4 separate regions of the Zea mays genome follow, and regions 2, 3 and 4 are each linked to region 1. Evidence: chromatin contacts called from public Hi-C data. All regions are on one chromosome and are shown on one strand. The core of a region is the stretch at or near the end of the contact, and the rest is flanking DNA. Distances in the headings are between cores, read along the strand shown.

Region 1 (3,088 bases), core at 387-2,886:
GCAATGCATATCGGGTACTAGATCTTTAAGAGTTGGAAGTGAATTTCTTGCAAGGTACCATGAGGTTAAGAACTTTTCCTAGCTCCTTTCAGTTGTCCTGCTTCCCCATTTTATGCATGATTGCTAAATTATACAAATAATATATTCCATCGCACTATATACGTTCCGCAGCGAACTTAGGAAAATCACCCAAAAGTTTTCACCGAATCAAGATCGAGTGTTAGGAGCTACCACTACTATGATCATGTGACCCGTGGTCTTCACTACAAAGGTACGGATTTCGTTTTTCACACCATGTATGGCACATTGACATGTATCGCATTGGTCGGATCATATTGGCCACAACACATGCTTATGCTAGGTTCAACGTCTACAGTCGCACCGCCTCCTCAAGTTGGTGCTCCTCCGCCGACGCAGTCGGCCAGTCGCAGCAACCGTCCGCTGCGGTTTTGACCAACCAGAAGCTGAGGTCATGCGTGACTTCAAGAGCGAGAGGTTGTTCATGCTACCAGTGCTTTGGCCAATCAGATCCATACTGTTTCCAATGTTCCATATGGAGGAGAATTTATTTATTACCTTTTCTACTCGTTACTATTGTGTTGTTGTTCAACTGTTGGATGCAGGATCGACACCAATGCTACTAAACGAGTGGTTTGCACAACCAAAAAATGATTATCATAGCAAAATTGTGGATTTCCAATGGTTTCTTATTCCCTAAAAGGTTCCCTTTTTATATTGGTGGGAGTGGGACAGGGTCAATATTGTTTGCCTGTTGTTTTTGTTTGACAGAACCATTTCAATCTATCTTCCTAGCTATATTTTTACTGTTTTATTTGTCAGTAGCAAACCATTAAGCACATTATGGTCAAGTGATCATCGCTTGTTCCAGTCCAACTTGTCAGCCTTATGTTTACTTGTGTAGCAAATTCATAATAACTTATGGGTATTCTTTCTAATTAATGCTTATTGTTTCTTCTAATGTTCGTTTATCAGACAAGAGGAGCATACTCGTGAGGTGAACAACAATTAGTTTGATAGGGAAGTTATGGAGGCACTGTCATCAAGTGACCCCCACTTCATTGCTGTTCTTGGCCTGTTGCTACAGCACTTGACAGGCGAACAAATCTTCACTGTTGTGGACACTGACTCCAATGATCGTTAGTTGAAAACTTGTGCTCTCATTGTGCCCGTCGCCAGGGCCCTAAGCCCGTTGAAGGCTCACAATTTTGTGTTCCGTGGTATCGCACGGGCACGTACCTAGTTTTATATTAATTTAACACCAGAAAAGACTAATAATACTCATAATTTTATACATCACATCATTTAAACCCTAAATTAATATAATTTATCACTTATTAATTCATTTAATACATATATAGGCTTTGTTTTTCAGATAAATGCTAGCCCATTCGAGCTAACGAGCTGGCTCGAGCTCGTGTCGAGTTGGCTCGTTAACGAACCGAGCTGATATGTTAGCTCAGCTCGTGACAAAATTGAAAGGAGCCAAGTCGAGTCAAGCTAAGCTGACCATGAGTCCAACGAGCTCACGAGCTACGAGTGTTTTGTGCAGCCCTACTTTAACGTAGAAACGACAAGGGATAGTATAAACATGCTACGCCTACCTCCGGAGCGAGCACTGTTGCACCCGCCGTGGCCATAAATGATTGGGGTCACCGCCCGGTCGGCCGCGTCCGCCTCCCTTCCCTCCCTAGCTCTTTCTCCCCCACCTCTCGTGTCCCGGATCGACGCTGCAGCTCCGTCCTCGCCTCCACAGTTTAGCCTCCAGCTACACCCTATCTATCGCCACCCGCGTCCCGTCCTCCTCCATCTGTAACCACTCCCCGTCGTCTCTTTCGCGGTCTCGCCTCCTGCAGCCTCTCGCCCAGAAAGGGAAACCGCATCTGCTCCCGTCTCCCGCCTCGGCGCCGCCGCCTAGTCGACCTGAGCCCAGAGAGGGGGGGGCGTCGAGGCCGTCGGGCGCTCAGGTGAGCTCGACTGGTGTGCGATTTCCGTTGTTCACTTGCTCTCTTGATCTCTTCTCGCAACTCGTTAAAATTGGCGTGTCTCGGGCTCGGCTACCCAACTAGCCCTTCTCCACCCTGTGCGCTGCGCGCGCGAGTTTTCTAGCTAGGCTGCCGCAGTAGCTGGAGCTGCTGCTGGCCTCAGATCAGGCAATTCTTGGGATGTGCTGGCCTCAGAGGCGCCGTACTTGCCCTGGACCAGGCCTGATTCTGATTCTGATTCCATCTCCCCTGTTGCAAACCCTAGTTCTTTACTCCTCTTTTCTCGATTAAGTAGCAGCAGAATCCAGGACCACGAAATCCCGAACTAGTTGTTTACAATTTCTTCTCTGCTTCCCACTTTCCGCCCTCTCGAAAGCTTCTCTCCCTTCTGCACAAGCTCAGGATTATAGGTACTCCTAGTATACCACAAGCTACAAGCATATAATCCAGCTCGCTCCTGGTCCTGGGTGATGGCGGCGAAAAGCTCAGTCATTTGATTCGGTGTTTTGGTTCCCGGCGTCGCCGTCGCACTAACCGAGGGGGTTCTTGCATGCAGATCTGGGGCGGGAGTGGCAAGCGAAGGACATGCAGATGCACGTCGGAGGAGGCGCGGCCGACAGCCCGGAGGCGACGCGGCCGAGCCGCTACGAGTCGCAGAAGCGGCGGGACTGGCACACGTTCGGGCAGTACCTGCGCAACCACCGGCCGCCGCTGGAGCTGGCGCGGTGCAGCGGCGCGCACGTGCTCGAGTTCCTGCGCTACCTCGACCAGTTCGGCAAGACCAAGGTCCACGCGGCGGGGTGCCCCTTCTTCGGCCACCCGTCGCCGCCCGCGCCGTGCCCGTGCCCGCTGCGCCAGGCTTGGGGCAGCCTCGACGCGCTCGTCGGCCGCCTGCGCGCCGCCTTCGAGGAGCACGGGGGCCGGCCCGAGGCCAACCCCTTCGGCGCGCGCGCCGTGCGCCTCTACCTCCGCGAGGTCCGCGACAGCCAGGCCAAGGCGCGCGGCATTGCCTACGAGAAGAAGCGCCGGAAGCGGCCGTCGTCGTTCGCGTCCGCCTCGTCCCAGTCGTCGCCGCAGGCCGCGAC
Region 2 (2,971 bases), core at 337-2,836, 180 kb after region 1:
TATTACAAGTAAGTTTACAAGCTTAAATAGCGTTCATGCTTATTTAGACATTTTTTTCTTGTTAATCTTAGTTTTTTTAAAAAAATTACAACGTCATGGCTGCGACGACACGTATACACACATGAAATATACCGATTTAGTAAAAAAACACATACTGCATTTCACAAATTCAACAATAAATTTATATCACATACTGCATTTCACAAATTCAACAATAAATTTATATCATGCGGGAGGAACCCAAACTTAAGGTGTTGGTGGCTTCATTCGCACAAGTCGGTATCGTGAGTTGTTCAAAGTAGTATATCATAGTCGGTGTATGCATATATTCGCAGTATTGTTCCTCGTGTGCTCGACAAGGATAAGAGGAAGAAGGTGATCTTCTGATCGGTGGGCACTGAGCGGTCACGACGAAGCTCCGTAAAAACTCGATCGTCCGTACATCCGAGCAGGTGTCGCGCAAGGTCCGCAAGATGGCGAGATAAGAAAGAGCGACAAGAGCTCAGGAGTCAGGAAGGGGACACGAAGTGAAGAATAGTCAGCGGTGGCAGGTGGCGGCGCGCATGCGTGTGGCGGGCCATCTTGGCGAGGCAACTGTGACGCGCGTGCATGTGCGCCAGCGCTACATGTGTGCATGTGTCATGGTTCATTGTGGAGTGCGTTGGGATGGAAAAAAAATTTATCTATTGAGTTACCCATATATACTCGTGGGTATAAAATCTTACCCATATATATACTCGTACGGATAATTTTACGTGTCGAGTAACCCGTACCCGTTAGGAAAGTGTTAAATTCAAATATACCAATAAATACACATATAAAAAAAGTTCAACTTCATATATAACAAATCATATGATTACATAACTCGGTAGCTAAACAAATGATAGCTAAGTGTATTATTTTAGCTAAGATAGGTTCTATTAGATGGTTATAGTGGTATTGATGAGGGTATATTTTATCCATGGATAGTACCAACATGTACCCGTTGGCTAGACTGTTCAGTTCCTTTTGTGGCTTCTGCCTGTCTTGTTGGGCTGTAAATAAGAAAGTCTTATGTAGTTCATCGTAGGCCAAAACTTCTCCTGTTATCGTAGGCTCTTCACTGATCTCGTGATAGTGGTTAGAGTCTAGATAGAGTATTGGCCGTGTTCGATCTTTTGGGATGTTTTACCGCGGGGTGGCGGTTGTTTCAATCTTTCCTATTTCTTAATGAAATAGAGGGCTTCGCCCCTTCATAAAAAAAGTACCAACATGTACCTGTATCCGTCTACCCAACGGGTAGAGGTTATTTCCTATTAACATACCTACGGGTAAAAAAAATCGTCACGTATCTGCCTTATATCGGGTAAAATCCTGTCAGGTAGTCAGTTTTCGGCTACCTATTGCCATCTCTGGCAGTGTGTCATCTTAGCACTGAAAGAAATTTATTTCTGCTATTAGCAAATTTCATAGTTTCAGCAGCATGCTATGAGCAGCTCACATTTTTTAATTTTTTATTACCTTGGCACTTGGCAGTACTTCTGTCTAATGCAATAACTGTACCAAATTTTCTCTACGTAAATGGATACTCCACACGTTCACCGACCATGATGGACAAGGCTTTTTGGTTTGGGCCTTCCAATCGGTCCAAGAGCACGGGAGCCCATCTGACCGCGGCTCTAGTGGCCCGTCGTCCTCCTCTTCGCCGGTTTCCACACGTTCGCCGGCCGCCGCCCTCCCCGCTCCCTCTCCCGTCCGCTTGGTTGTTTACGCCTGCACCCAGGCTAGGGCAGGACATCCAACGCGCCACCTTGTACGGCTGCTGCCTGGGCCTGGTTTGAGTCTTTGACGAAACCGCAGAAGCATCCGGCGCCCGCGCTAGCCTCCTCCTCCCCCAAGCGTTGTTTCGCCGCCGTTCGATAGCTGAGGGCAGAGGCGGGCAAGTATAGGAGATGTCGGTGCTCATCGTCACCAGCGTGGGCGACATCGAGGTGGATCTCCACACCGACCGGTGCGCGCTCACCACCAAGAACTTCCTCAAGCTCTGCAAGTGAGTTTCTCGCGTCTAGGGCTTGTTCGATCTCTCTGGGGTTCGTCTATAATTTCTGACAACCAGCACTGCGGATGATTTATGTACTGCCCTGTGTCAAGCTCTTCAGTTGGCCAATTCGGCATAGTAGTGTCACTATTGGTTTGATTGTATTTTTTGGGTTGCAGTTGCAATAGGTACAAGTTGGTGATCCTGCATCTATCCGTAGTTTCCACATCAGTTTCGTGGGATTCCTAGTCCCAAATGTATTTAGCTGATTACTGATTTCTAGGCTCGTAGGTATGCTACCAGAAATTTCGAAACAATTGCGTTGCGGGTACTGGACCTTTATAGCGTTGATAGAGCCACAGTCTTAGGCGCCATCAAAGGATTCTATTCTGTTTCTTAGGTTTCTCGTTGTTGATTTTTATGACATTATGGGAACTGGATTTAGCTTCTACTGTGGCTCCTGCACTCAATTTCTTGCACAGTCTTGAATTTTCACCATTGGAGATTATGACTGCCTGCTCTTTTGTTATCACTAAATTATGGAAAATACTATCTCACGAGTTTCAGATTATCGTTTCAGATAATTAGGGTACTTATTCTCTGGTTTTCTTCTTTGACCGATCAGAATGAAGTACTACAATGGGTGTCTGTTCCACAAGGTGGAGAAGGATTTCTTGGCACAAACTGGCGATCCAACTGGAACTGGCACCGGTGGTGATTCCGTATACAAGTAAGTGATCCTTTTGGTTTGAACTTCTGAAATGTCTCCAAATTTTCATCTCTGAACCATATAATGTGGTATCCTGCATCTAGATATAACTAGTGTCTTCAATGGATACAGTACAAATATAGTTTTTGATAGTACAAATATGTTTGCTAGTCTCCATATGTATACAGTTGTTATTATTGAGGTATCTTATTATTACATACTGTTAAATGTATGCCTGAAAACTA
Region 3 (2,718 bases), core at 68-2,567, 230 kb before region 1:
GCGCAAGATCTGCAAGATGATTGGTGCATGATAAATTGTTTTTGTTTCCTAGCTGCGGCAGCCACGTTCGCTGTCGACTGACCGCGACTGGCTCCAATGGTCCATTATGGCCAATTGGCCCACGACGACCCAACATGCTTCAATTCGTCCACTTACTATGTAGCTAGCAGCTGCATCCGTTCCCCTCACATCAGGTGAGACTAGAGTAGACTAAACACGGCGCGCGGCCGGGTCGCGCTACCATGCTTGCCGCCGTGCAGCCGCCGGCGGCCTCCGCCGTCATCAATCTTGCTCATGCTCGGCAGGCAGCCACATGTACGTGCCTCGTTCTTCTTCTTGTTTTTTTTTGCTCGTCGTTGCTTTTCAGACCGTAGGTGTGATTGCAGCGTCGTCTTTTTCTCTTCCATACCTCTCTTGCATTGGTTTTCTTTTCTGGGAGATTTTTTTTCATCACCTGGAACTTAGGAAACTTCACCACTAGCTATTTTACACGCTTTGCTACTACCTACCTTCTATTTCGCCGGCCTTCATCAGTTTGCCAAAGCTATGCAAATTGGTGTGTACGTCTTGGGTGCATGACATGCCAGCGCTATTCTATGCCGTCTATATATCTGCCCCTGTGGTGCACGCGGTGCTGCTTATTCTGCTTGGCATCGGGCTATAGATGAAAATATGTAGACTGATGGATGGATGTCCCGTAGGATCCATATAGATAGACAGATAGTAGTTCATTCATCAGGGAAACCAAAGAGGGAGGATGAAGAAGGGGAAGCGTAGAGATCTCGCCTTGGCATGCTATGCTGGCACAAGATGCAGATCTGCTTGTTCGTCAACGGTAGGTGCGGAAGCGCTGCTGCGTCTTCCTTTTTTTTTTCTTTTTTTTTTTTGAGAAAAAATAGGTGCGGAAGTGACGAGGCTACAGAGATGGGAGGGAGAGGCTTTCGAAGCTGAAAGGAACAGCGCACCCGCCGCCCACCTAGAAAAGCCCGGCCCGTGAACATTTCGAAACTCAAACAAAAGAAGGTGGAGACCCGCGTCATATAATCTCAGGCCCATGAAAAAAATTGCGCCAACTGTAGGGAAGCCCAAGCCCGCGAACATGCCGTGCCAGCCAAGACTCCAAGCCTACTGCCTACTGTCTACTGCCAGTGCCGCGAGCCGCGAGCCGCAGCCGCTTCACGAATCACGACGCGCGGCCGGAGCATATCCCCTGCCAGGCGTCCAGACCCAAACCGAACGTCTCAGACAGACTCCGGGCCTCCGGCTATACAAAAGGGCACCCGACCCGAGAACACCAGCCAGTGAATGATTGTGTGCGGGAGGAGCCCAAACCCTAGACCCCGCAGCCAAAGATCCCACCGCTCCACCAGAGGCGATCGAGGAGAGGACTCGAGACAACCCAACCCCGCCGCCGAGCTACATCGATCCATCGATGGCCCCGGACACGGAGACCACGCTTGCGATCCGCGACGACGAACCCGCCGCCGCCGAGGTAGATCGATCGATGGCCACGGACACGGAGTCGCCGACGCCGACGCCGGTGCCGACTCTTGCGATCCGCGACGAGGAAGAACCCGCCGCCGCCGCCGGAGCCGGAGCCGGAGCCCAGGTCCTAGAGGAAAGAAGCGTCGCCGTCATCCTGCAGGAGCTGCTCCAGCCCAGGGACCGGCGCGTCCAGGCTTCGGCCTTCTTCTTCGCCTGCGGAGGCTCCGTGGTGCTCCACGGGACCGTGGCCAACCTCGCGGACAACCCGGAGCATGTCCTGCTCGGATTCGGGCTGTTCACGGTCGGCGCGGCGCTCGCCTTCCTCACGCTCAGCGGCTCCGACCGCCTCGGGCGCGCTGCGGCTCGCGTGGAGGAAAAGCTCAGAGGATTGTTCCGCTCGCCCGCTGGCTAGATCCTGCAGCTAGCTAGTAGCGAAGCGAACCCTCGACGGTCCTTCTGTTTGAGTGTGCTAATAGTTCTACTAGTGTGCCGGCGTGGGCTGATGCTGGGCTCACCATGTGGTTTAATTTTGAGAATGTGTGCTTTGATTCTGTGTATATTACGAGATAAGTGTGATAGATGTAGTGGTAACTAAATAATTAAAGTTCTCCTTAGGGTCGATTGTAATTCCAATATCCCCTTTGAATATAATGTTTCCTTTCATATGACCTTCCATGCATGCATGATGAACTCATTTCCTCCATTAATTTTTGATCAGATCTGAATTTGTCCTGAGCTGACAGAGATCTGAATTACTAAGATAATATAAGGTAGACCTGTTTCATAACGGAGGTAAAAGGTAGCGGAGGGCTGGCTGGGGGAGGAGAGTGGAAGCTAGCGGAGAGTGGAAGCTGCATGCGGCTCTGCCGCCGTTGCCCATCTCGCTAGGTCCTTCCTCGATCTGCAATTGGCTACCTGCTAGGCTGCTACTGTGTGAGTTCCTTACCTCCTCACCTCTCTATTCTTCGTGCTTTCAGGCGACTGAAATTAAAGGTGGAAAGTCGAAAGCTTTCGGTAGCCGGTGGTGGGTGATTTCATGTCTTCCAGACCACCAAGCCCTTATTTTGTTGAGGCCTTAGGGGAGCTAGCTAGCGTGTGTGTGACCGGGCACAGCGGGCCGGCCGGCGGCGTCTGAGATGACGCCGGCAGGGACGGCCGGAGCCCGGAGGGAGGGTGTAGTAGCGGGGGGAGCGTGCGATGCATGGCGCGAATACGGAGACGAGTCCGAGAACG
Region 4 (2,858 bases), core at 189-2,688, 140 kb before region 1:
TGGCACCAGACAGCCCGGTGCCGCACCGGACAGGTACTGTTTACTGTCCGGTGTGCCTCTAGCGGCTGCTCTGACTTCTGCGCGAACTGTCCGCGCACTGTAGCTTCTGCAGACGACCGTTGGAGTCGACCGTTGCGCTGCCTAGCCGTTGCTCCGCTGGCGCACTGGATAGTCCGGTGGCACATCGGACAGTCCAGTGAATTATAGCGGAGTGGCTATTCTGAAACCCGAAGGTGGCAAGTTCAGAGTGTACGACCCTGGTGTACCAGGCACTATCCGGTGGCACACCGGACAGTCCGGTGCGCCAGACCAGGGTTCTCTTCGGTTTCTTTTGCTCCTTTCTTTTTGAACCCTAACTTGATCTTTATATTGGTTTGTGTTGAACCTTTAGTACCTGTAGAATATATGATCTAGAGCAAACTAGTTAGTCCAATTATTTGTGTTGGGCATTCAACCACCAAAATTATTTATAGTAAAAGGTTAAACCCTATTTCCCTTTCAATCTCCCCTTTTTGGTGATTGATGCCAACACAAACCAACGCAAATATATAAGTGCATAATTGTACTAGTTTGCATAAGGTGAGTGCAAAGGTTGCTTAAAATTAAACCAATATTTACTTTTACTAGATATGTGTAACACCCCTGGTGTTTATATTCCGCTCGACAACGAGTATGGAGTTAAGCACGTAATATTAGTGGATAAAACGGATGTTAAATTTTAATCATCTTCACCTATCGCGATTTTAATATCGCAACTGTTTCGTCTGTCGCGAGTTCGACATCATTTTTATCTATCCGGGCTATTCCTAAATTTTCGTGATGTTCGGAGCATAGTTGTTCCGAAAATCGATGCGTCTGGTGATTATTTAAAATTCATCGCTCGCGCGAATACGAATTTAGAAATTCAGTCCAGTCCTCCGATTTTATCCCGAATAAAATAATTAGAACTTAACGACAACGGTTTTTGGTCCGAAACAAACCCGACCGAGTGCGCTGAACTCAGCAAAGAAATCGATGGTGTTCGGAGGGCAGATGCATTTTCGTTTGGTTTCAACTAAATCAACCCCCTCTCAATATCCAAAGTCGATGTTTTTTGGTATGATCTAATTATATTACACTCTGATCCAACTGCTCGGGTAGCAAGCGGATCTTTATTTGATTTCAGATTAATTTAATATGGTCAGGACTATCACAATGACGTTCAAATCCGACCCGTTAAAGATTTATCGGGTTCGAATCTTGCTTCAAAAATATCAGTGATTTTCGGTAAGAAAAAGAAAGAAATTTAAAAAAAATGGGAAATATCCCTCACGAATCTCTCTCCCCGCAGAATTTTTGTTTCAGCCGCCGCGTCAGACATTCTCATCCTCCCACCGAGTCTCCTTGCTCCTATCCACACCGTGGGATTTTTTTTTTTTTTTTGCTGTTGAAGCCGCTGCAGCGCCTGCTTCCCTCACGCGCGTCTCTCTATCATTCTGATTTCTTCTTCAGCCGCCACTGCTCTCTCTCGTCTCTATCCTTCAGCCACCGCTAGAATTTTTTTTTGCCATCTTCCTGTCGAGCTCCCTGCGCTCGCCCAGATCCCGCGCGTCCCTGCGTCCAGGGCTTTTCCAGTCTGCGCCCCTACTCCTTGATTGGTGCTCGCGTCCTGGCCATGGACATCGGCATCGGCGAGCTCACCTTGAGTTCCACTGGCACTGACCCTGCTCTTCTCTCCCTCCTCTCTGCGACTCGACGCGTCCTTGCTTCTCTGCGCCACTCGGCGTCTTTGCTCACCCATGGCGTCGGCCACAGCTCGGAGGCTTCCTCGAGCTCGACCGCCCACCTCCCTGCTCGCCCTCTCTAGCGCTGGTCACTCCTCCCATGCCGCGGGCTTCCCTGCTCCAACTCGGCATCCTCTGTTCCTCCACTGCGAAAACGCCAGACTGCACCAGTTCGTTGGGCGCCTGCGCCGAACTCCATCCGGCCGTGGTCTATGGTCCCATCGTTGAATTCTGTGATATGTTACTCGCCCTCACCTCGTCCCCTTCCTGGCACTCGACCGTCGCTGCTCCTGTGTGCGCGCGTGCCCAGGTTCCAGCTCGCGTTTAATTCCCAACGAGCAGTGCACGGCTTTCATCCCGTCGCGTCGATCCGTCGGCCCTGCTAGCTCCCTGTTCGGCCATGAAAGCCGCTCTGTCGACCCACCTTGCGGCTGCCCTGGTGCTCTGCTTGGTAATTCGATATAGGCTCATGCTCGACTGTGGGGGATCGTTGTGTCGCGCTGCTGTGGCGTCCCTTCCTGCTCTACCGTGCCCATGACTCCCTATGCCATCTCTAGTCCGTCATAGTACAACGCCGCTGTTAGATCCGGTCTCCAACCCGTCATGGCGTTTGTCGGACTTCGCCGGTGAAGTTGTCGTCCTCCTCTGGACCGAGCCCGACCCATCCATGCTGCTCACCCCGTGTGTCCTCGCTCCTCATCCATCGGGTTGGCATGTTCACGTTTACCATCGAGTCGTCGAACCCGTCATCCCCTGCTTGACCCCCACCTCACCAGCTCGCTCCAGACTTCAATCGAAGGTCGTGTCGTCAAGAAATCCCAAGCATCGGATGAAGACGAAGCTAGTCGCGTGATATTTACCAAGTGCTCGACAGAAGACCTGAGCAAGAATCAACAATGTTTGCTTGGAATTTTAATTAAATCGGTAACCGTTCTCTAGTTCGCTATTTCTTTAATTGATTGAGTCGATGGATGGAATAAATTAATGTGCTAGTGTGATGCTCACTAGGTGCTTGATAATTTGCGTGAGTCACGGAACTCTCGTCGACTTCGCTGTTCTTGCGAATATCGAGCCAGATTCAGTTATGACGAGTTG

What was found. A called contact is a pair of places that touch in the nucleus more often than the background predicts.
Region 2: a Hi-C map of bundle sheath shows a contact between it and region 1, with 2.6 times the contacts expected there. The contact joins the promoter of LOC100216940 here to the promoter of LOC103629646 in region 1. A contact is called at or near these places in 6 of 25 Hi-C or Micro-C datasets (bundle sheath, ear, leaf and 1 more).
Region 3: a contact with region 1 is called in a Hi-C map of tassel, with 2.8 times the contacts expected there. The contact joins the promoter of LOC100278674 here to the promoter of LOC103629646 in region 1. A contact is called at or near these places in 2 of 25 Hi-C or Micro-C datasets (ear and tassel).
Region 4: a contact with region 1 is called in a Hi-C map of ear, with 2.5 times the contacts expected there. The contact joins the enhancer-like site here to the promoter of LOC103629646 in region 1. A contact is called at or near these places in 2 of 25 Hi-C or Micro-C datasets (ear and tassel).

Annotation. Positions count from the first base shown.
Region 1 is chr6:101,917,808-101,920,895 of Zm-B73-REFERENCE-NAM-5.0, forward strand. LOC103629646 (protein G1-like1) reads left to right here and starts at 1,637. Exons shown (of 2, transcript XM_020539328.2): 1 at 1,637-1,985; 2 at 2,560-3,088. The coding sequence starts at 2,589.
Region 2 is chr6:102,099,847-102,102,817 of Zm-B73-REFERENCE-NAM-5.0, forward strand. LOC100216940 (peptidyl-prolyl cis-trans isomerase CYP59) reads left to right here and starts at 1,587. Exons shown (of 14, transcript XM_008649233.2): 1 at 1,587-2,029; 2 at 2,643-2,747. The coding sequence starts at 1,932.
Region 3 is chr6:101,685,106-101,687,823 of Zm-B73-REFERENCE-NAM-5.0, forward strand. It overlaps LOC100278674, which reads left to right and starts at 1,318. Exons shown (of 1, transcript NM_001175072.1): 1 at 1,318-2,147. The coding sequence starts at 1,433. The coding sequence ends at 1,897. It overlaps LOC103629645, which reads left to right and starts at 122. Exons shown (of 3, transcript XM_035960031.1): 1 at 122-315. The coding sequence starts at 295.
Region 4 is chr6:101,776,248-101,779,105 of Zm-B73-REFERENCE-NAM-5.0, forward strand. No RefSeq gene overlaps it. Among protein-coding and RNA genes, the nearest start is that of LOC100278674, 91 kb to the left of the region's middle. Within about 2 kb of position 1,439, at least 11 of the 20 cell types and tissues checked have an H3K27ac peak or open chromatin away from gene starts, as enhancers often do. A contact at or near this core is called in ear and tassel, where this site is marked.